4 separate regions of the Mus musculus genome follow, and regions 1, 2 and 4 are each linked to region 3. Evidence: chromatin contacts called from public HiChIP or PLAC-seq data. All regions are on one chromosome and are shown on one strand. The core of a region is the stretch at or near the end of the contact, and the rest is flanking DNA. Distances in the headings are between cores, read along the strand shown. Region 1 overlaps Tox3 (TOX high mobility group box family member 3). Region 2 has its middle 140 kb from the start of Tox3. Region 3 has its middle 69 kb from the start of Gm35850. Region 4 overlaps Tox3 (TOX high mobility group box family member 3).

Region 1 (5,182 bases), core at 538-3,037, 420 kb before region 3:
AAGAGACGATGGCTCAGCAGGTAAAGGTGTTGGCTGCTGTTCCTGAGTACCAGAGCCCGATCTCTGGATCCCACAACAACAAACACATAATTTTTTTTTAAAATTTGACAAAAGAGAAAAGATAGAAGCCCCTCAATCTCAGGCTTCTCTTGGAGGAAAAGGAGAAGCAGAAATCATAAATAATAAAAGCCTGGAGAGAGCCATACTGAGATCAAGGGCTTGCATAAGGACTGGTGCATTACATAAGATCTGGCCTCCATTTTTCTTAAAGAGTCTAATGGCTGGCTGTTAGAACAAAGAAAACCTCTGCCTCTTCAGAATCTGTTAAGTCTGGGGCAGTATTTTCCTAGCTCCTTAGAGTTCCATTTGGGAACATACATCCGTGTGGGGTGTATGGTAATAAGCTTCATGGAAAGCCAACAGGCACATTCAATAGTTGCACCATTCCATTGAACAAACCGAGGGACCGAGTTCATGATGTGCATTCTGCATGCCCCCCTTCTGAAGCCACCATTCTGTTTCATCACGGATAGGGGTCTGTTCTCCCATAGATATATAAAACTCCCGTTGAAGGTAATTGGAGTTTTATGCAAGCAGGGAGAACCAACCCCAAAGGGCCCCTACTCTTCTCTTCATTTGTGCTGAGTAGTTGAAGAGGGAGCAGGCCCCTGAGGAAGTATCTCCCACCAGCATGGCGAATCTCTGAATACCTCTCACACTACCTAGCTTTCAAATGAACTTGGAATAAAATTTCAAATGCCCAGTGACAATAATGAGACACGCAGAGGCAGCTTCAAAGTTTGGAAACGCACCAGGATAGCGCAGGAGTTCAGAAAGATGATCAATGGAAAAGCAAGCAGGACGGACCTAATCCCTTTGTAGGGTCCTTTCTGAACAAAGGGTGAAAATTCCGCATTATTTAAAATGAAAAGATTATCATCAAAAGTTTATGCTTGCAGGCCGCTGGCCGGATTTCTCCCAAGTCTCCTGTGAATGGATTCTGAACATGTACCCTTAACTTGACTAAAAAATCGATACAAGTAGAGTTGTTTGGATTTATTTGTGTGTGTGTTAATTCCATAGCTTAGATGGGCTTTCTTAAGAAGCAATCATAGTAGATGTAAGGAATATTCCGGTAGCTTTTTAAATGATGCCCATGGCAGAGGCTTGTCCTACCTGCTTTTGCTCCTCCCCAAGGCTGTCCCACATAGATGCTACGATTTTCGAGACTTCTCCGAAGGTTGCGTTGGGGTTTTGACCCTTAATTGCAGCCTGTGTATCTCTGAAAAACAGGGCATATGCTGACACTGGCTTCTGAGGCTCGTTGGGATCTTTCTTTTTCTTTTTCTTTGGAGTCTTGGGCTTCTTGCCAGAATCTGGGGCTGTTCTTTTCTCTCCAATGGCCTGCAAAGCAGGAAGAAAATTCACTGCCTAGAATGAACTTGCAGAAAATGCAGCAAGACCTACCCCAAGCCACAGTTGCTCTTTGAAGGTTTTGTTCAGCATCGTCAACAGATGAATTACCACCAAAAGCGGGGGAGGGGCTCACTTGCTCAGAGTTAACTGGACAGCAGAGATTAGCATTTAGAACACTGATTAATGAGACCAGGAAGTAGCTTCAATATATTCGCAACATATGCTTTCCATGGCAATTATGAGTAATGAAAGCCCGAACACTCTGTACCAAACCACGCTATCTATGCTACACACACACACACACACACACACACACACACATGAGAGCAAGACAGTTCACAGTGAGGTGGTTTAGGAGGAAAACCTAATAACATTTTGGATGTAGATCATATTAGCATATTTTAAACAAGGCCCCCTGCCATAGCTACATGCCATCTGTATGACTGGTCAGAATTGATTTTTGTGTGGCTGATTTTTTTTTCCCTCTTTTACAAGAAGGTTGCTGTGCTAATGAGCCTCTGGAAGTGCAAATAGAAATTAGCTGTAATCACTACACTTGCACAATAAAGGAAAGGTCATCTTTATTTTCTAAAATAATAACTTTCTAAAGGACACGATAACGAGAAATATAAAAATGTCAAAACCACTTTAACTAGAGATAGAAAAGAAATGAATACTCATCGTAACATTAATAGCCTGTAAAAGAACACAAGTTGCTACTTAAAACCACCGAGACTAACAGGAAAGCTAAGAGAAAGCTGTTCATTACACAAGGTAAGTAAGCCTGAATGCACAGCACTGCACAGAGACAGGGTCAAAGTGCAGACTCTCAAGTCTTACATATGTAATAGGTAGAGATCCAAATCTATACACAGCCAAGCTTCCTATTCACGTGCTGCTGTTGCCTGCTATTTATTAACTGTTTATTTTTATTTTATATGTATGTGTATTTTGTCAGCATGTATGCTTATACACCACATGTATGCACTGCACATGGAACTCAGAAGAGGGCATTGGATCCTCTGGAACTGGAGTTACAGAAGGTTGTGAGCAGCCATGTGGGTGCTGGGAACCAAACCTCAGTCCTCTGCAAGACCAGCAAGTGCTCCTGATCACCAACCAGGTCTTCTCTATAGACTTCATCACCTGAGCGTTACTGGCGATATCATAGAAATACCCATACAAGAGGGAAGGCAAATGACTCACCACCTCTGCTTTCTCTGACCTAGTTACAGTGCAAGTACACTGAAGTTTTTTTTTTTTTTTTTTTTTTTGGTCTGTGGTTATCTTTATCAAGAATCCCCCAGTGTTTGAGAACATATCGCTTTAAAAGCCAGATTTGGACCTGATGAACAACTATTGATTCAAATTTGGATCAATTTGGATTTTTATGAACTTGAACCTTAATTCAAATATTACTGGAGTTTTAAAACTTTCTAAATGAGCAGAAATTGGAATTTAATTCAATTGCTAAAAATTCTTAGGGAGGAACACCCTTTCCTGGAGAACACTACATACTTTAATCTTTGACAAGCACTGGATGCCTTCGAGTTTGTACTGTTTGGAGTGGCAGCCACATCTACAAAGCATACAAATGGACTTCGCTTCCCTTCCTTCTCAAAGACCAGACTTTAGAACTCACACAGTTAATTTGGTAATTCTGTAGACCCCATAGCCTTCCTTTCCCCCATTTTTGAGAGAAAGCATGACTTTTTATTCTGCCCAATGCCTGGAACCTAGATGGGGAAGCAGACCCCTCTCAGGGAGATACTTCCCAGCAGCCAGGCTCTTTCTGTAAAGCTATAGTCATGTGTTCCCAAGTTCTGAGGCCTCTCTTGGCAAAAGGCAATTTGTCCTGATCAAAATTATTTTTTAAGACTTAACTAGAAATGAAGAGTCCCACAGTTTCAACAGCTCATAATACATTCTCTAAAACAAGCAAAACAACTGCAACATGTTTTCTAGTTAACTCCAAAGTGTTGAGAATTCGAGAAAAGTTCCTTTGCTGACAGGAGGTATATAAAGATCACTTTAATCCTTCTTTATCAGATAACTGGCTCTAAAGGTAACAAATTAGTCTTCACATAGACTTAAACCCTCTGTTAAAATGGAATAAGGCAGGGCCGGGTCATCTGCACAGTTTCTGTCTGACAGGGGACCTGAGTGCATGAGAGCTGAGGGAAGGATTGCAGCTAGATATAAAAAGGTATAGCTGGCTAAGCAGACACAGCCTGCACAATATTGTGCCTCTCTCTCTCTCTCTCTCTCTCTCTCTCTCTCTCTCTCTCTCTCTCTCTCTCTCTCTCTCTCTCTCTCCTCCTTCTCTTCCTCCTCCTCCCCTTTCTTCCTTCTCTCTCTCTTCTCCTCCTCCTCCTCCTCTTCCTCCTCCTCCCCCTTCTTCCCTCTCTCTCTCTCTCTCTCTCTCTCTCTCTCTCTCTCTCTCTCTCTCCTCCTTCTCTTCCTCCTCCTCCCCTTTCTTCCTTCTCTCTCTCTTCTCCTCCTCCTCCTCCTCTTCCTCCTCCTCCCCCTTCTTCCCTCTCTCTCTCTCTCTCTTCTCCTCCTCCTCCTCTTCTTCCTCCTCCTCCCCCTTCTTCCTTCTCTCTCTCTCTCTCTCTCTCTCTCTCTCTCTCTTTCTCTCTCTCTCTTTCTCTCTCTCTCTCTTTCAGTGCATTACACACAGAAGAAATGCTCCCTACTACTTAACACCATGGCAGCTTCTTAAAAACCTTTGTACCAAGAAAACTGACAAGCACAGAACAGGTCAAAACTGCACCATCAGTAAAAGCATAATGAGTAACTGTGCACCCTCACAACGTTCATTTTCATTAAGGTTGTCCTTTTGGCCATTCAGGAAAGTCACATCTGCAATCTATGTTCATGCAAAAGTACATTCTGAATTTGTGAAAGCAAAGGCACAGAATAATTCAAACCCACCAAGTGACCATCGTTGCCATAGAGCCCTATTGAAGTGCGGTCACCCAACAAGACGGGTGAAACTTGCTCATATCAACAACACAACGAGAGCATTTAGAATTTCTCAAGCATCTAGAATATTTGGAAACAGAGTATAGGCCCTTCCATTTGCAGAGTGGGACAGTTAAGTCGAAAAAGACTTAATGGGTGTGTCTAAGGTCTTCCAGCTCATAGAGACCCAATCTCTCACCCTAGTCTTCTGTTCCATTACTCAGTCACTAAAAATTGTGTGTGAACAAAAGAAATAAAAACTTAAATCATCATCAACTGAAAAGTGTCTCCCAATCCATGAAGAAAGGAAGGTGATCCTCCAAATGCCAACTCTAGCGTGAGCAGGGATTGGCCTAGCCATCAGCTCAGCTCTGTACCAAGCCGTGGATAACTTACTCTGTTTGCATCATCAGCATCCTCTTCGTTGATAGAGCTGGAAGGAGAGGGAGTGGCTGATTTGCTTGCTGGAGGTGAAGGAGATGTGTGGGACACATTGGCTCCTCCCAAATTCAAGCCCAGCTGTGCGCTGAGCTGAGACTGGTTGATGGTGGTCAGCTGGGCAGGAGGCATGATCCCAGATCGAGCACCATCCGTCATATGGACAATTGACCTCATGACCAAAGAGGGATCCTGGCGGTACTGTGACACTTGTGTGTGGCTCTGATCCTACAAAGACAAGAGTGAGAGAGAAAGGGATTTAGTTTCCCAAATGCCGACAAACTTGCAAGGTCAGCAACCCTGTAGATGGGTCAGACCCATCTGCAGCTTTGCTGAGTCATTTAGATGCAAGCCACAAAGATGG
Region 2 (5,181 bases), core at 1,306-3,805, 460 kb before region 3:
GCAACAGCAGCTAGGTTTAACGTTTTCCAGGCTCTCATCAGGGCTGGGATGGGAACAGAGAGATCTGAGAGCAGGAGCCAGACCACTGCATACCCGTGGGATTCAGCAGGCACACACAGGTACCAGGCAAACACAAGACAGCCTTGCTGTCCTCCAGCCGAGATCGCCCAGCCTGATGAGAAGGATGATAAATCTGACTGCCTCTTAGTAACCCCCCAGCCCAATCGGAAGCCATCTGTATCCCTCATTCCATGAGAAAGCCCAAATTAAAGAGATCTGTATTTTTTTGGTTTGATTTTTGTTTTGGGAAAATATTATGATTTTTAGAGTACACGGTAGAAACTTTATAAAGTCACAAGATTTATTGAAACTGCCAAATGGCCTGGCCTTGGTCAAAGCAGTTAATGTTGATCCCAATGTGTGCTCTCTTCTCTCTTTTTCATTACCAGAAACAACGGTTTCTATTTATTTACACAGGACCAGAACTTTATTTTGATGACAAAGTATTCCTACTGAGAGAGCTCCCAGTTTGCTGTTGGGGTCACTGACAGCCTATGTGTCTAAGATTCTCCAGCAGCACTGTGGTTGCATGTGGGGCTGTAAGCCCAATCATTCTAGCTGAAGAGCATGTCCATCCTGGTGGTTTTGTTTGGATTGCCCTTGACTGGCTCCTACAACGCTGGGGATCACCTGCCCTCTCAACCAACCTTTCACTACACAGGTATGAATGAAGCAAAGGAGAGAACTATTTAATTCATTTCCCTGCCTGTGAATTGTGCAACTAATGACCGATCCCATCAGGACCAATTGCATTCTACTTATATACTTCCTGTATTTATTAAATAAGAAAACAAATTTAAAGACCCCCTCCCCAAATTATCTTAGGAAGTCTAGGAATATGCATAGATGAAGAAGGAATGTTCCTTTATCCTCAAAATCTTGATGTCTTATTGTGTACACAAAAGAAAACTTCAGAAAGGAAGCCATAAAACTTTAGATAGATGGAGGGATGGATAGCTAGCCAGCGAGATACACAGAGAGACAGATGAAAGACCTTAGGTTTAAATGAAGGAAATGGTGACACTGTTCTACCTGCTCTGGTATTCTACATAATTTGTGAAATTATGGGAATCAGTGGAAACATAGTATCTAAGAGTATGTTCTTTAACAGCGTCCCTTGCCAATCTCTTCTTGTTCAGGGTTTTCTCTAAGAGGGGTCAAGACACCCACCCTCCAGACGCATTAAAACTTCTACCCTTTATGCCATGACTGGACAGTTAGATGTCTTGTTAAGCAGTTACTTCATGATGTTACGGAACTTTCTCAAACTCTTAGCTGTGCGGTCTTTCTCTGCCTTGATTTCCTTACCAGGGCAGAAAGCTTGCTCTCTACCTTTTTGCCCCTCCTCATTTCCTCTCCACCAATGGTTTATATCCTCAGCAAAGGCTGAGTACCAGACTGGTATTGAAATGAACCTATCTTAGGTAATGAACCTCATATACACAGTTGCTTTAACCATGCAGTGTTTAGGGAAAACGTTCCCTTCCCTAACAGCACAGTGTGCCATGGAACTAGACAGACAACTCAGCCGATGTGGGAACCAGGATCCCACCAGACCAAGCTCCTGCTGGGAGCAGCTTTTCATTCTCTCTTCCTTTTGCCTTTCTGCCCAGCACCCCTTGAGCCAATTTAGAAAGAAAAGCCAGGACCAATGAGCAATCTAGCTGAAGAGAAAGCTACCCTAAGTTCTCAGAGCTTAGATTCTTTTGGGCAGCACTCAGTAGCTTCTCTACCCTAGTGGTGTAAGCCTCGTGGGCATCTGAACCACAAAGGGGCCCGTTCCCATGGACAGAAATTCAAAACTAATATTAAGCACCGAGGACGATGGGAAGATGCACCTGAATGGGGGCTAGCACACAGAATAAATAATAAGGATTTTTTCCCTTTCCAATCTGATGCTTCTAATATATCTGACTCCACTTCCTTCCCTCTGCCAAACAACTCCACTTGCACTTGGAAGGTCCTCGCTGAAACAGTTTTAATAAATTATTTCTCTTCTGCACAGAGACTTCTTGACAGAGCCTTGTTTGGTTCATCTGTTATAACACATCACAGCCTCCTGTAATTACTCTTTTATTTAATTCCACACATTCTGATTAGCTGTGTCTGTTCCAGGAAAGCACTAGGAATGTGGTAAGTGCCCTTCATTCAGAAAGAGTTCTTCAGCACAGCGCAGAGTGAAATTAAAGTAATTATTAAGTCATAGAGACTAAACGCAATTCCATGATAGGCCGAAGGGCTGGCATACAGCTAACATGCCTCAGACAGAGACTACTCAAAGCTGCTTCCCGAGTAATTCCTAGTGTCTGCCTTGGTAACGACACACACACCAAGTGAAGAGACAGGAAAACCACTCTGAGGTGCAGAAGGCCTTTCCCAAACACATTCTTTTGGTGTGGAGATGAAAGGATGCATGGGATAAGATGTCTGAATAAGCCTGTCTTTCTTAGCAGTTCTCTTTAGCTCTCATGAATATTCTGTATGTGAGAAGCTTTTAGTAGAGCAGAGACAATTAGATTCAGGCTTTTCACCATTGTATCTCTTGCACCAGAGTGAGCGACAGGGCACAGGGCAATAGACTGAAATTAGATTGTAGCAGAACATGTGTACTGACCTTTCCCAGAGCACGTCTATTTACTTTCTAATGTAGTTCAACTCGGAGAAGCCGATGTACTCAGCGCAGGAGGTAAGTTTAAGATGTGTGTGCATCTTAATTCATCTGGACTGCAGCTCAGCTCTGATCTTCTGTTCACTGTATGTAAACTACAACGTGTATTGTCAGCCACGAAGCAAGAAGGCAGCCTCCTCTGGAATCAAGTTGCACGTGCACACACTTCTGGGCTGTTCAGTGGGCTCGATCTTAGTGTGGGCTTGGCAGCTGTACCAGTATTATTACCTGGGATCTTGTAAGAAATGCAGATGTTGAAGCTCTTTGCCAAACTATGCTTCAACAAGCTCTTTTGGCACATGATCACATTTGGGGTGTGTGTGTGTGTGTGTGTGTGTGTGTGTGTGTGTGTGTGTGTGTGTGTGTCCTCGGATGCTTTTGGTATTGAGAAAGAACTGGCGGCCACTGATGTAGTTGGGTAGTTCTTCGCTTCCTAAGATGTGAATGCAGCATGTGCCACCAGTGTCATATGAATGTGAAGTGGTAGTTGGGTCACTTCGCACAGTCTTCAGAATGTGAGAGTAAATGACACCACAATGTCATGCTAAAGAATATTGACTCTATTAGCAAGAAAGGGACTCCTTCCCGACCTCGCTACTCAAGTAAAAAAGAGTTCAGTGCTACTAGTTTCTCTAACATCTTTCTAGCACTCATGAATCTTCCTTTTCAAGAAGACAGCGCAAGCACTACCAGGTTGACGATCTGTAGTGCTCAACGGTATCAAGGGAGAATGAGATTCATGTAATTAAAATTGCATTTGGGTTATGCTTATAGGGTGCTTTTATTTATGTCGAGCAGTACCAGTTTTCATTATATGATGGTGATATAAATTTTTCTTTTAATTAATTTTTTTTCTCAGAGAAGAGTAAGCCAATTTAAAAAGAAATATTTAATAAATCACTCAAATAACAGATTACCGATGGCTCTGGGGAACTTAGTTAAGGCCAGGACTCGGCCAGTGTGCGTCAAGCCTTATTTCCAGCTTTCCTCTCCATGCCTTGACCTTCAGAAAGATGACCTACAGCCCGAGACATTTGCCATCAGTGAAGAAAAATTCCATTATGGTTACTACACAATTTACTAACACAGACGAGCGAGTCATGCATTTTGGAACAATTTCTCATCACAACATTTGAAATGAGAAAGGGTTCTGAATTACTCAGATAATTAAAATATCAAAAATAGCCCATTCTTCAAAATTCAGGGTAATTGAATTTGGGTTGGTTTTTGAAAAGAGAACTTAGGTTTTTCTAACTTTTAGAAGAAAAGCAATCAGATTTTCCAATAAAACCTTTGGAACAAAACTAGAAAGAAGAAGAAAAATATCACACCATCCATAGTTCTGTCCTTCAAAAGAACTGTCTGGAGTGTCGGGATTTCAGTCTACAGCTTTCCAAAGTTATTCTTCACCTGGCTATAACATGCATAACACATACACATACATAGATACATGCATACATGCATATTCACACGTGCATACATATGCACATGTGCATAGACATGCATACACAAACACACATACACACACACACACACACATATATATACACACACACACAACTGTACACACAAATACACAAACACACATGCACACACATTTGTACCTGCTTGCATCTGTGCCTTAGCTTCTAGAATATTTTTATTTTGTTTTTCAGTTAAGATTTTTAGTGTGCAGATAACAGAAGAATAAATGAATTATTATAAAATAAGAGTTCATATGTCTGTATTTTTCAATACAGAGAGTATACTTTTCAATATCCAGATAATTAAAACGTCAAAAATAGCCCATTCCTGAAAATTCAGGATGATTGAATTTGGGTTGGTTTTGGAAAAGAGAATGGTAAGTTTTCTAACTTTTAGAATAACAAGGGTTAGTTTTGGCTTTAAACAACAGACAATTCAAATCTAATGAAAGTACTTTTAATTTTATATAACGGAAAGTTCAAACTAGAGCAGACCTCATAATCCACAAGGTGACAGGGCATATCAGTTTCTTAGATCTTCCTGATGTGAGTTCCTACCTCAGACTGTCAGTTAAAAAATTCAACAACTCTAGGCAGCAAAACCAGCTTTCCATAGAACAGTTCCCTTATGCAACCCTTTCTTGGAAAAGATGAATTTGGAAACATTCTCTCACTGATTTCTTCTTTCCTTGCATGACCTGCATTAAGTAGTTTCTTCCTCTGATCCATCACAGGTCAGGGGAACAGGGCTGACCCTGTCGTGACTAAGGTCCTCAGAGGAAGGTGTGCTGGCCAATCCACTGACTTTCCCTCCAAAGTATATTTGCAAGTATATTTAGTATATTTGCAAGGCAGCTAGTGGGATGGCCCTGTTAACATCTTTTGCATACGCATAAAATGAAACCAGCATCAACCTAACTTCTAGCACCTTGGCACTTTGGTTCACTTTGTTATTCCAGTCTTAATTATTCACCACTCCAACTCTTCTGT
Region 3 (5,593 bases), core at 507-3,006:
CTTTATGAACTATAAAAATTCAGGTGTGCTGCTGTTAGCTTAACACGTGGGTCTTGGTACACACCCTACTAGAATTCTCTCTGCAAGAGGTCAATCTGACTTCATGCTACACTTTGTAGAATAAAGAGAGTAAGCCCTTAGCACACAAAGGTAAACAATGTAGCGAGTTCTCTCTCTTCCCCCCTCACCATCATAAATGTGCTTCGAGTTTTCCCAGTCCTTGGTGGGGGCAGAAAACACTGTGTTCAGTTTTGCTGTGCCTAACCGGAGAAATCCCTTAAAGCTTGGGGTGGGAAGCGGCAGACGGCAAAAGACTGATGGTTGACTCTTTTGTTTGGTTTTTATTGTGCGTGACTAAATGTATTAGATGTGTTGGATCACAGAGAATGTGTGTCCGTGAAGCCCAGAGCTGTTGAATCTGTATGCATTTTGCCTACTAATATTGCTTGCCCTTTCCAAATACAAAAGGCCTCCACACTGGCTTGGTATCTGAGTCACTTTAATAACACTACAGTCGGAACGTGCTCTGGGAGTCTTTGGTAGGAAACCGGAGATCCTTTCTAAAACCTTTCCATGGGATTGGTTTTCCATGATTTTTTTTTCTTTTCCAAAACTATGCAGGAGAAGCAGAAGACAGGGTCCAGGAAAGGAGTTGATGGACAGAATGGTTTTGGGAATCACTCTTCATGACCCACCACAAACTGTAAGCAAAGGCACATACAATTATATTTATACACACACACACACACACACACACACACACACACACACACACACACATATATTACCTTGAGTAACAACACCCTGAGAACTGGATGAGGGGATTTATTTTTTCAGTTGTCCTCTATGATGCTATGATGGCTGCTGGAACGTGGATGACTCAAGGAACAGGCCGTTCTGCACAAATATGGCTTGCTTTTTTTTGTTTTGTTTTGTTTTTTGTTTTTGTTTGTTTTATCTTGTTTGTGTTGATGTTGCTGTTTGCAGATAGATAGGGCTGCTTCCAGATACCAGGGGGAGAAATAGAGCACAGACAGGGTTACATCAGCCTTACTGTTCTTCCTTCATAAAAAGAAAACTGAAATTTATTTCGTTGTAGAAGTATAACAAATGTCTTTCTTCAAATCTCCTTTTTTTTTTTCAACGCAGATTTTCAATTGAGGAAGATTATTATTTGGGGCGGGGGCGGGGGCTACCTTTGGCAACATCTTTGCTCCAGGTTTGGAAAAAAAGAAAAAGAAAACGGGGGTGGGGGTGGGGGGAATCCCTCAGCAAGAGGATTACTGCCGAGCTTTATTGCCCTGTCACAACGCCAGGTACTCTGAGTTCAAAACAAAAGGTAATGTGATTGGAGGGAGGGGCTGGCTGCTCCACACCCTCTCTCTGCTGTAATGCAGAATGTTGAAGAAGTCTGTTTCTTTGTGCCTTGGTTTCCCCGACTGCAGAAGGAGGGCTTTGAGCTAGATTACCCTTAAGGCCCCCAAAGCTCAAAGAAACCTGAAGCTCAGATCTGACCGTGTGCCTGCCCGCCTGCATTCCAAGCAAACACGCTTGCTCCTCCGAACGGCTGTTTCCCCCATACTCCTAATTGACGATATTTTATACCTGAACTTACAATTTCATCACTTTACCTACCCCATACCATTTAAGGTCTCTCCTTTTTGCTTTGAAGTTCAAAGAAAGAGAAGACTTTGTATAATGAGGATGGCCCCTTTGAAATGCTCCCTGCGCAGCTGCAGGCTGGCAGATTCCGCACTGAACGAGGAAGCCATTGTGATGCAGATGGACTTCGAAGTGCCTCTGCAGCAAGAGCATTTCCACGGGCCTTTACTGTATTTCTTCTATTATTCATAGAACACAATGTAAATGAAGCCATAAATTTTACCCCCCACACTAGATGTAGAAAGAAGATAATGGAAATTGTGAATTATGAATGAATCTCTGTTATTGTAATTCCTTAAGGATTCTGACGGAGATGATTAAATTCATGCAAAGACACAGACTGGAAACTTTCCCGCCTGCGTCCTCACTAATGCTTCTTGGAACCTCACAAGGAAGGGACAGACTAGAGAAGGTCTTAGTTGCCCATTTACCTGCCAAATGATCTCACAGATGATCTACCTAAGCTTGGATGGATTAAATAGTCTCTCTTCCTATCAGAAGGGAAGAATGGGGCTAGATCAGTGTCTCTCAAGTATCCAAGCCTGTCACTTGGGAGCCCAGGAAGAAAACCTACCCTGAGTCCTACAAATTTATTTTTTTTTTTTCAGGAAACTGGAGAAAGAAGAAGCCACAGGAAGGGGGAGGGGAGATGTCTTTCTCAAGAAGATGAACTCCATGTTTAATGAGTTCAATGATACAGACTGTTTTGGTTTTTTTTTTTTTCTTCTAAATTTGTTTTGATAACAAGAATTCTGGTCAATGGCTCTCTCGACCATGGTACACCGTCCTTCTAAATAATGACAGCAGACTGGTTTGGATAACGACACAAAGTGATTAGCAGCACTTCACTGGAGTGAGACCAAGCCTCTGGAAAATCTCAGCCTCAATCCACTTTCATCCTGTACCAGGCTTTCTGAAGGTTAGAGCCCCCCCCCCAAAAAAAAAGGAGATAGGAGATGATATTTAACAGTTCAAGCATCGTTCGGAAAGAGTTCTCTTCTGCAAAACCCCAAAATAGACTTTTGACATTTTTATACAAGGAATATGCATGAAGAGATGAAGCTGTGGGCACAAGCAGACTTCGGTTCGGAAGCGACTTCTACTCTCAGACATAAAAATCATTTAAAATGTAGGTGTGATTACACAAGGTAGGAGTGAAAGATGTTAACATTCGCCGCAACCTAGCAGATGCAGGGTGACCTGGGAGCATCCAGTCTGTACCTCAACATCCTTCTCTGTGAAACATCTGGACCAGCTGGTCTTCAAGGCAGCTGAGATTTAGTCTTTACCCGTGTTCTTGTGTTCCCATGGATGAAATTTGGACAGTGAGGTGACGTAGGGGCTAAGACACCATCCTGGGTTAAAGACTTGGGAAGTTCCCACAGAGAGGTAATGCAGGCTTTCTACAAAGAGTTGGGTCAGGAAACATAGTCAAGGCCACTGAGCTGCTGGCCAAAGGGATAGCCTTTGCTATTTGTCAAAGGTATGGCCTAAAGATGCTACCTCTCCAGATCCTAGAAGCTGAACCATGAACTACCACCTGGACAAGTCATCCCACTGAAAATAAAAAAGCCATTCCTAGGGAAGGGGTGGCTTGGCCAATGTGTTTAGCAGACATATTAAGCATGTTGCTTAAGATCCTTCACACAAAACGCCTGAACCTTCTGACCCTGAAACCCTGGAAATTTACTTCCTCTTTTAGAAAAGTATAGGGAGAAAAAAAAACAAAAAACAAAATTAAGCAGGAGGCAGCAATAATTTTCCTTAAAGGATGACCCAAACATGAAGTCAAGGCTTCAGAACTTTCCCGTCTTTATGTGTGTTTTGAGAATGAGAATTCTGGTATTTTTAGCATTGACTACTCAAATGACTACATAGAGTGTTAGAGAAACATCTGCCTGGTACACACACACAAATACATGCACACACACACACAAACACACACACACACACACACACACACACACACACACACACACACACACACACACACACACACACGCTACCTCTGCTTCTCTCAGCCAAGCCCCCACCCATCTTTCTCCTTCCTCATCAGCTCTCCTGACAACTCCAGGGGATCATGCAGCATCTAGGCAGGAAATCGGAGCTTAAGGCAAACTGGGGCAATGAGACATGGAGAAGGACCAACAGAGATGTGGGAGACGGTGAGTGGTCACTGGGGACCAGTGAGCATCACCAGGGACAGCCTAGAGACCTGCAGCAAGCAGCTAATATCCTGGAACTGAAGACAAGAGAGGGCACAGGGAGGGTCCCTAGAGTCAGATGTTCCCTACAGGCAGAGGCCAGAGGAGGCGCTGCCTGCTGGGAATGGGGTTGATAGATGCAATGCAGATGGGCTACCAGATGCCACCAGAAATAGGGAGAAGTGGGAATAGGAGCATCCCGTGTCTCTCCTCTGATACCCAGAAATAGTCTCTGCCCTTTGCATTAGACACACCTACCAGAGGCCAAGGGGACAAGAGCCTGTAGCAACCAACCCTATGGGACAAACTAGAGCAGTGTGAGGGAGAGAACGGCTCTCCAAACAGCAGGCAATGGCCCTGTACGCCTGAGAGATCTGCAGAATGAACAGCTCTGTGTGATCTGTTTCCTCTGAAACTCAGAGCCAAGAGCAAAGTCTTATCTCTGTACTCCTGCTAAGGTGGTTTGTAAAAAGGAGTTGGACTGCTACAATCGGGAGCAACCAGGAGCCAGAGAGAAACACGACAAGTTTGCCTGACCTGGTAAAGACTCAGAATGTCCCTGGTGTCTCTCCACTGTGTGGTTTTCATACTTCCATCCTTCTGCTGTCAAGTCCTGTTCCTTGTTGCCAATGGCCTCATTACCTAGCTTCCCATCACCATCTGCATGGCATAAACTTCACATTTTACCTGTGTGGAAAGCCCCCACACACACATACACCCTGCTTTTCCTACACAGTGGTTCTATTTAATAAACAGCAGGGCATACAAATAAATGGATGGGAAAGCGGCTCTTTCTCATCCATGAGATGTGTCATTTATCAACATGAACCTCACACCCACAGCATATTAACCCTGCATATGTTCTAATCTGATGATACCAAGAAACAAAAGCCTGTGGCTCATTCTTCAAAAGGGTCCAGGCAGAGATCTGTCTGCCTTCGGTACTCACTCACAGTGCTGGGTCATGGGTTCCTTAGTGCCTAGAGAACTCTGACACGAGTCACGGTTTTAAACAAAGCCTGTCTTTGCTGGCACTATTCAACTCTCACACTGTAGGAATTTTGTGAACTGCTAATCTATCATTGGTTCTATAGAGTCTGGTACATAGCAAGCATTTCATGAGGTTTTGTAGACTGAGGAAGTGAATTGGTGACTAAAACAAAGCCACCATAAATATATATTCTAGCATGCTAGGAAGACATTTCCTCCTTGCAAGATTAGCCAGGCCTTTCACGTAGACCAGTGATTCTCAACCTATGGGTTGTGACCCCCTTTGGCAAACCTGTCCCCAAAAATATCTACAACACAATTCATAATAGTAGCAAAACTACAGTTATAAAATAGCAACAAAAATAATTTTATGGTGGTGGGTGGGGGAGGTGTTGGTCACCACAACATGAAGACATTAAAGGGTCAAAGCATTAGGAAGGCTGAGAACCACAGGCCTAGACAAAGAAGGAAGTGCCAGGGGTCTCCTGTTCCTTGATAGCATCTGCCGGCTTGTCATGGCTACTGGATTCTTTGCATAGGTTCATTTCTTAAAGCTCACACAAGCAGTCACTAAATAACACCTACCTGTAAAGCAGACGTCCTTAAGTGGCATTTTGAAGAAAGATTATAGGAGAAGGTAGTTAATAAGAAAGATATGTATTGAGGCTGCAGGGTGTGGGTTGTGGGCCGGAATCAACTTCTTCCATTAAAATAATTCTCTCTGAGTAACACTTGCA
Region 4 (5,501 bases), core at 700-3,199, 370 kb before region 3:
GCAGCACATGCTGACCATGCAGTTCATCTCACCTTAATGGGGACACTGGAGGGAAAGCATTGCCTTCCCCGCCGTGTACCGGTGCAGATTTTAAGAGAGGCTGGGTTCCATCTTGTTCAAAACTCACCTAGTACATGACCCTGTGGTAGGTCGTGGATTTGAAGCCAGTGTGCCTGGTACCAGATGGTGAGCTCATAACGTCCCACAGCATGATGTGCACCCACGCCCTTCCAGAGGACAGCTAACACACAGACACTCTCCAAAGTCTTGCAGCAGGGTACTTGATCCTAAACCAAAACTCATCTAGACATTATCCAATTTAAGTCATGGGGGAGCAGGCAGAAGACTGCCTTCAACCTCCATCCAGCGCACTGAAACTAGGATACTATGTTTTCTTTCATTTATTCATTAACGTTTTAGTAGAAGCGATTCTGAGCATGCTGCCACCCCTCATCAATGTTCACACAACAGCACCCCGGAGAAGAGCCCCTATCCAGTTCCACTGAATGATGCTCAGGTGGATCAGATTCTACCTATCGATTTCGCTCATTCCTTTTCAGACTAAAGACTTCTTTAAAAGCCTACATAAAATTGTAACTGGGAGCTTTAAAAACATGTAAAATACCATATAATCAAGATTGTTTAAATGTATAAAACTGTCAAGCAGATTATCCTTCATGCAATTCAAATGAGCCTTTGGGAGACAGAATTAACTGAGGGCAAACAAGAGCTTAACTCTAAAAGACAAAGAGTTGGCTTCTATCAAGTTGACACTTCCAGATAAGACACAGCATTACAGCAGGTTACACTCGTAATAATAATTTTTGATTGGCATATCATTTGCCACTAACTACTGCCTGGCTCCCACCGAGCACAGGCAGCATACTATAAACTGTTATGAAAGATGTCTTTGTATTGTTCAATATTTACAGAATATGTTATTTTATAAATGCTCCAGTTGGCAGAGGTAAAAAAAAAAAAAAAAAAAAGAAATCCCCCCCAAAAGCCAAAACAACAACGACAACAAAAGCATTAAAATATTTCAGATTATAATGATCCTTTGCCTTAAAAAAGAAGTGCTTTCATAAGACAGGTGACAATTCTGTTCAGAACATTTCACACCCAGACTCAGCAAATGCTCAGTGGTAAAAACAGAATTGCTTTGTTCAGCTGCACACAGAGATTTCTACATCGCCTCTGTTTGTGTATCCCTGAATATACTCTTTCAGACCCCACTCTCACGGAACGCAAAATCAATTTTCTTTTGGACCCCAAAGAAGGCAAAAAAAAAAAAGAGTGAGATCTGGTCTAATGATTTTAATCTTTTAAATAAACATGAACTGAACTTGGAACACAAGCTCTTCTCTAAAGAAAAGATCTTTGTTCAGAAAGGTCTCTTTCAGCATGTGAACAGCTAAGGCCAGGGACACGGCCCAACCTGGAAAACATGGTTAAATACACATCTACACGGATATTCCTTTAAAAGAAACAGCTAATGTTTAAACACTCACAGGCACACATGCAAAACCACAACCAAATGGTCTTGCCCCAAAAGCAGGCTGATGTTTAGTTTAATTTTTGAAGCAAATTAGGTTCTCCCAATTCAATTTTCAACAAATAGAAAATGAGAAACAGAAAACTATAACATAAAACTTTTATGGCTGCTTTGCTTTTTAAAAAAATAAATAAATAAAAGCAGCACACTCGTGTTTATGAAGTAGAAGTCTCTTAGCCTCAAAAGGAGAATCATTCTAAAAATCACAGCCCTTCAGGATCCTCCCAAACACCTCCCCAGCATGGCCCTTGCAGAGGCAGTTTCAGTTCTCCTAATAGTTATTGTTTGTAGCACTGTAACTAAGTACATTACCAACCAGTTGTTCAATCTATATAAATTTAAGCAACACACATTGCCAAGGAGTGACTCATACATCAGTCTATTATATGGTACAGGGCTGACTGTATTAAACAAATCACTCTGCCTACAGCTGAAGAATGGGAGCTATATACAGAGCAGAGGTTATTGTCTAATTTAAATCTTGGCTCGCTTCCCAGTGCTGTACAAGATTCCAATTTGTGGAAATGTTGCTCCTTGCTACTGCCAGAAAGGCTGCAGAAAAACGGCACTGGGAGCCTTCCAGAAATATGTCTGCAAAATGCCAATCAACAAGTCGCTGAAGATTAACAGTATGACTGTACCAAATTAATTTAAATTATAGAAACATATGGCTAAGATGTTTGCGTTGCGCTTAAGACAACACCTACCTCACAAAGAGCTAGGTTTGTTCCAGGGTAGAAAATAATACTCCAACATTCAGATTACTGCAAAATGTGAACATCGGCTGATAAATGGGGAGCTAGCTGCTCTCACAGAGGCCACCGTTTTCAATACTTAGGGTCTTACCTTTCATATATTCTAAACATATGGGTTTTGGTAACAAGATATTCCTTCCCACAAATATACAAAGAAAATAATCAACATGATTCCACTACTGAAAACAAATTGTTCTCTCTCTAGAAAATTTTAGCTTTCTTGAGATTCACCATAGAGCCCAGAGGATGAAGCAATCCACTACGCATTACTCCCATTCTAAAATACGATATTAGACCAAGAATTGAATATACAGCCAAGAAAAACTCGCCAATTACATGACCAAATCGTGAAATTCAAAAGACAACACAATTTATACGCCGCCAGCTGCTCTCAATGGGTATTATATTCATGCTGCTCCCTTTATTTCCATGGGACTCTTTAATATATACAATCACGTCATCAGCCGAAGGGGGGCGGGAATCCAGGGCACTTCGGGCCGTAGTTACACACTAGCGTGTGCTGTATTTCAACTAAATAGGAAGGGAACTGTTTCCTGTCTCTCTCCACTGCTTTTCTATTATTGCCTAGCTAATGGAAATACATCAAACAAATGTTCTACATGAGCAATAAATATTAAAGTTGACCTATCCATCTGGGAGAGATGAGAACAATACCGCTCACTTTTAGCCCAAATATGACACTGATAAATGAAGCGATGAGATTCCATCACACTTCCAACAACCTGAGCTGGGAGCCCCAGCATGATCCTGGTCCCCGCAATTTTCTTCATTCATCTTCATTAGGCAGTCACTTGACCTGCCTCCCAACATCCCTGTCAACTCAGACCTGCAGGGATGGAGGAAGTCTCTAATGATGTAGCCTAAATATGTTCTTCATGATTTTAAAAAGAGAGAAGGGGGGGGGGAACCCACCAACAACAAAACAAAGTAGATGAAGGCCTTGATGAGCAAGGTAGAGGGCATAATTCCTCCGCAAGCAAAGAGACATCAAATGTTCCTCATGATTAAAAGAGAAACCACAGCACAAAAACCGGTCCACACAGCAACCCTGTTGCCAGCTCATTGGCCACCATGGCAGGGAATGTCCTCCAGGTGTGCCTATGAGTACCCAGAGCCATCAAAAGACAATTACGTATTCAAACGAAGGATGTTCGCAGGGCCTTATCACAGATGTAGAAATGCCTTCCATTTCCTTCCTCAATCACAGTTTCAAGTGAGCTGGAACAAGAAAGGAGGACATTCTTCCCCTAACACAATGAGCGAGCTCCATCACATTAGCAGTTCTACATTACAGCCCCATTATTTTCTATTTCGACGGCAGAATAAGAGAGGTGCTGATTTGATTATTCCATAATAGTGAAAATGAATACCAATGCAATATAAAATTGCTATTATAACACAGAGCTACTAATAGGATTCACAAGACCCTTTGGAAATTAGGTTTTACAACTATGATCACAGGGGTAAAATTAGAAAGCCAGTAAGCAACAGAAGGGAATTAGGTGTTCCACACCAGAGTCCCGGCGATTCACACAGCTGCTCGCACGAAGCCAGGCGGCATTTACTTTTAAATGACCTGCGAGATGCAGACCTTGCGTATTCCTGGAGAGACATCCCTTCAAGACAAGTTTCCAGGTACACACAATGTTAAGTAAAACTTTGTGGAAGTGTGGCAAAAACACAAGGTTTACTGATTTCAAAGCAAAACCATAAGTGAGCTAACAGTAGAAAGAGTATGAAGAATTCAATTCGTAAGGACCAGACCGGTTCAAAAGATCAACAGCAAACAAAATGTAAAATAAACAAGCCTAAGGATTTTGGAGGAAAGAGCCTCACTTCCTCAACTCAAATAACAGGGATGCGAAGTCTCCATGTGGTTACTTGTGACCCCTATCCCCACTCCCAGTAGTACGCAGAACCCATGACCCACTGCAGGATATCCTCACTTGACAGAACAGTGCATACCTGGACCCTGTGCTTCTATTGACCTCCCCCATGATTTCCACAGGATTTCCATGTCCTAACAGGTAGAGGGTGAGTGGAGATGTTGCTAAGCCCACTGCCACCTCAAGCACTGGCAAAGACACGCTGCCTTTTCCAAAGTCTCTTTCCAAGGCTAGCCTCCATCCGGGTCTGAGAGTGACCAACCTGAGATAAGCAAGACACCCTGACAGGCAGCCATCTCTAGCCTTGAACACTTGAGCCACTGGCACAAAGTGATGGCTGAGCATGCTTGTCTTTTCCATACAAAAGTGATTATGCCAAATTGTACATAGTTCAAAAATAAACGTATTAGTGTTTACTTGGCGAAATAAGTCAGACAATGTCATATTTTACCTTACGTATATACGTTTCACTTTTGTGTGTATGCATTTTCATTATTGGAAGACATGAAACTGTATGCCAAACAGAAATGGCAGGTGTGGCCTGTATATATTGCCTCCTCAGCACAGATGTTGACTCCTGGCACAGACTTACAATAACCAGTGCTCCGCTGAGTGACAGTTACTGGAACCACATCACCAGTGCTCCATCATTTAAACCAATAGCACAACACGGTGATGCTTCACAGAGATGTCTGCAGTGCTCCAAAATGCTTCCCTGCCTCCCAAACTGAACACCACAGAGGTTCTTCTAAGAGCGAAGAACAATGAAACCTGAAATTGTAGTTCTGTCATGGCTGGTCTTCAAAACCCTCCAACCACTGCTGTGTTTTGCCTTCTCTCTTCCCTTTCAGAACAATAGAAAACCCAATATAATAAATAATAACAATAATCATAAAATGTTAAATTAATATTTATTAAGCAGTTTCTAGGGGGTAGGTATTGTACATTTCCCATTAATCACCCCTTTTATCCTTGAGAAGAATCTTATGAGGTCGAAACCATGGTATTTCATAAAACCTATGACCCTGTGGATCATAAGATTAAATTCAACTGCAGACATGTTAAAATATGGAAAACCATGTGCCTCAGATAATATAGTTTACCAGCCCCATCTGCGCCTATGGGTTCAGTGTCCAGCCTGATTAACTATGGAACTGCTCTACAGTTACAAACAAGAACGTCTGCACTCCAATTAAGAACGAGGCAATTCTGAAGTCTTAAACTTAACAAAGTAGTATTCAGTAATCGTCACACAGCTCATCTGAGGATTTTCCTATCTGCAAG

What was found. HiChIP or PLAC-seq counts read pairs in DNA pulled down with a chosen protein or histone mark.
Region 1: an H3K4me3 HiChIP or PLAC-seq map of embryonic basal ganglia shows a contact between it and region 3, with 4 times the contacts expected there. The contact joins two enhancer-like sites. A contact is called at or near these places in 1 of 484 Hi-C or Micro-C datasets (cerebellar granule neurons), 3 of 115 datasets of contacts at active chromatin or transcription factors (embryonic basal ganglia and embryonic stem cells) and 1 of 9 other capture datasets (embryonic stem cells).
Region 2: an H3K4me3 HiChIP or PLAC-seq map of embryonic basal ganglia shows a contact between it and region 3, with 3 times the contacts expected there. The contact joins two enhancer-like sites. A contact is called at or near these places in 2 of 115 datasets of contacts at active chromatin or transcription factors (embryonic basal ganglia and embryonic stem cells) and 1 of 9 other capture datasets (embryonic stem cells).
Region 4: a contact with region 3 is called in an H3K4me3 HiChIP or PLAC-seq map of embryonic basal ganglia, with 4 times the contacts expected there. The contact joins two enhancer-like sites. A contact is called at or near these places in 3 of 115 datasets of contacts at active chromatin or transcription factors (embryonic basal ganglia, embryonic midbrain and embryonic stem cells) and 1 of 9 other capture datasets (embryonic stem cells).

The regions. Positions count from the first base shown.
Region 1 is chr8:90,253,099-90,258,280 of GRCm38.p6, forward strand. It overlaps Tox3 (TOX high mobility group box family member 3), which reads right to left. Exons shown (of 7, transcript NM_172913.3): 4 at 4,777-5,046; 5 at 1,177-1,404. Among named protein-coding and RNA genes, the nearest start is that of Tox3, 93 kb to the right of the region's middle. Within about 2 kb of position 1,788, at least 20 of the 459 cell types and tissues checked have an H3K27ac peak or open chromatin away from gene starts, as enhancers often do. A contact at or near this core is called in embryonic basal ganglia, where this site is marked.
Region 2 is chr8:90,207,011-90,212,191 of GRCm38.p6, forward strand. No RefSeq gene overlaps it. Among named protein-coding and RNA genes, the nearest start is that of Tox3, 140 kb to the right of the region's middle. Within about 2 kb of position 2,556, at least 14 of the 459 cell types and tissues checked have an H3K27ac peak or open chromatin away from gene starts, as enhancers often do. A contact at or near this core is called in embryonic basal ganglia, where this site is marked.
Region 3 is chr8:90,669,200-90,674,792 of GRCm38.p6, forward strand. No RefSeq gene overlaps it. Among named protein-coding and RNA genes, the nearest start is that of Gm35850, 69 kb to the right of the region's middle. Within about 2 kb of position 1,757, at least 48 of the 459 cell types and tissues checked have an H3K27ac peak or open chromatin away from gene starts, as enhancers often do. A contact at or near this core is called in embryonic basal ganglia, where this site is marked.
Region 4 is chr8:90,300,397-90,305,897 of GRCm38.p6, forward strand. The region is part of intron 1 of Tox3 (TOX high mobility group box family member 3); the gene reads right to left. Among named protein-coding and RNA genes, the nearest start is that of Tox3, 45 kb to the right of the region's middle. Within about 2 kb of position 1,950, at least 67 of the 459 cell types and tissues checked have an H3K27ac peak or open chromatin away from gene starts, as enhancers often do. A contact at or near this core is called in embryonic basal ganglia, where this site is marked.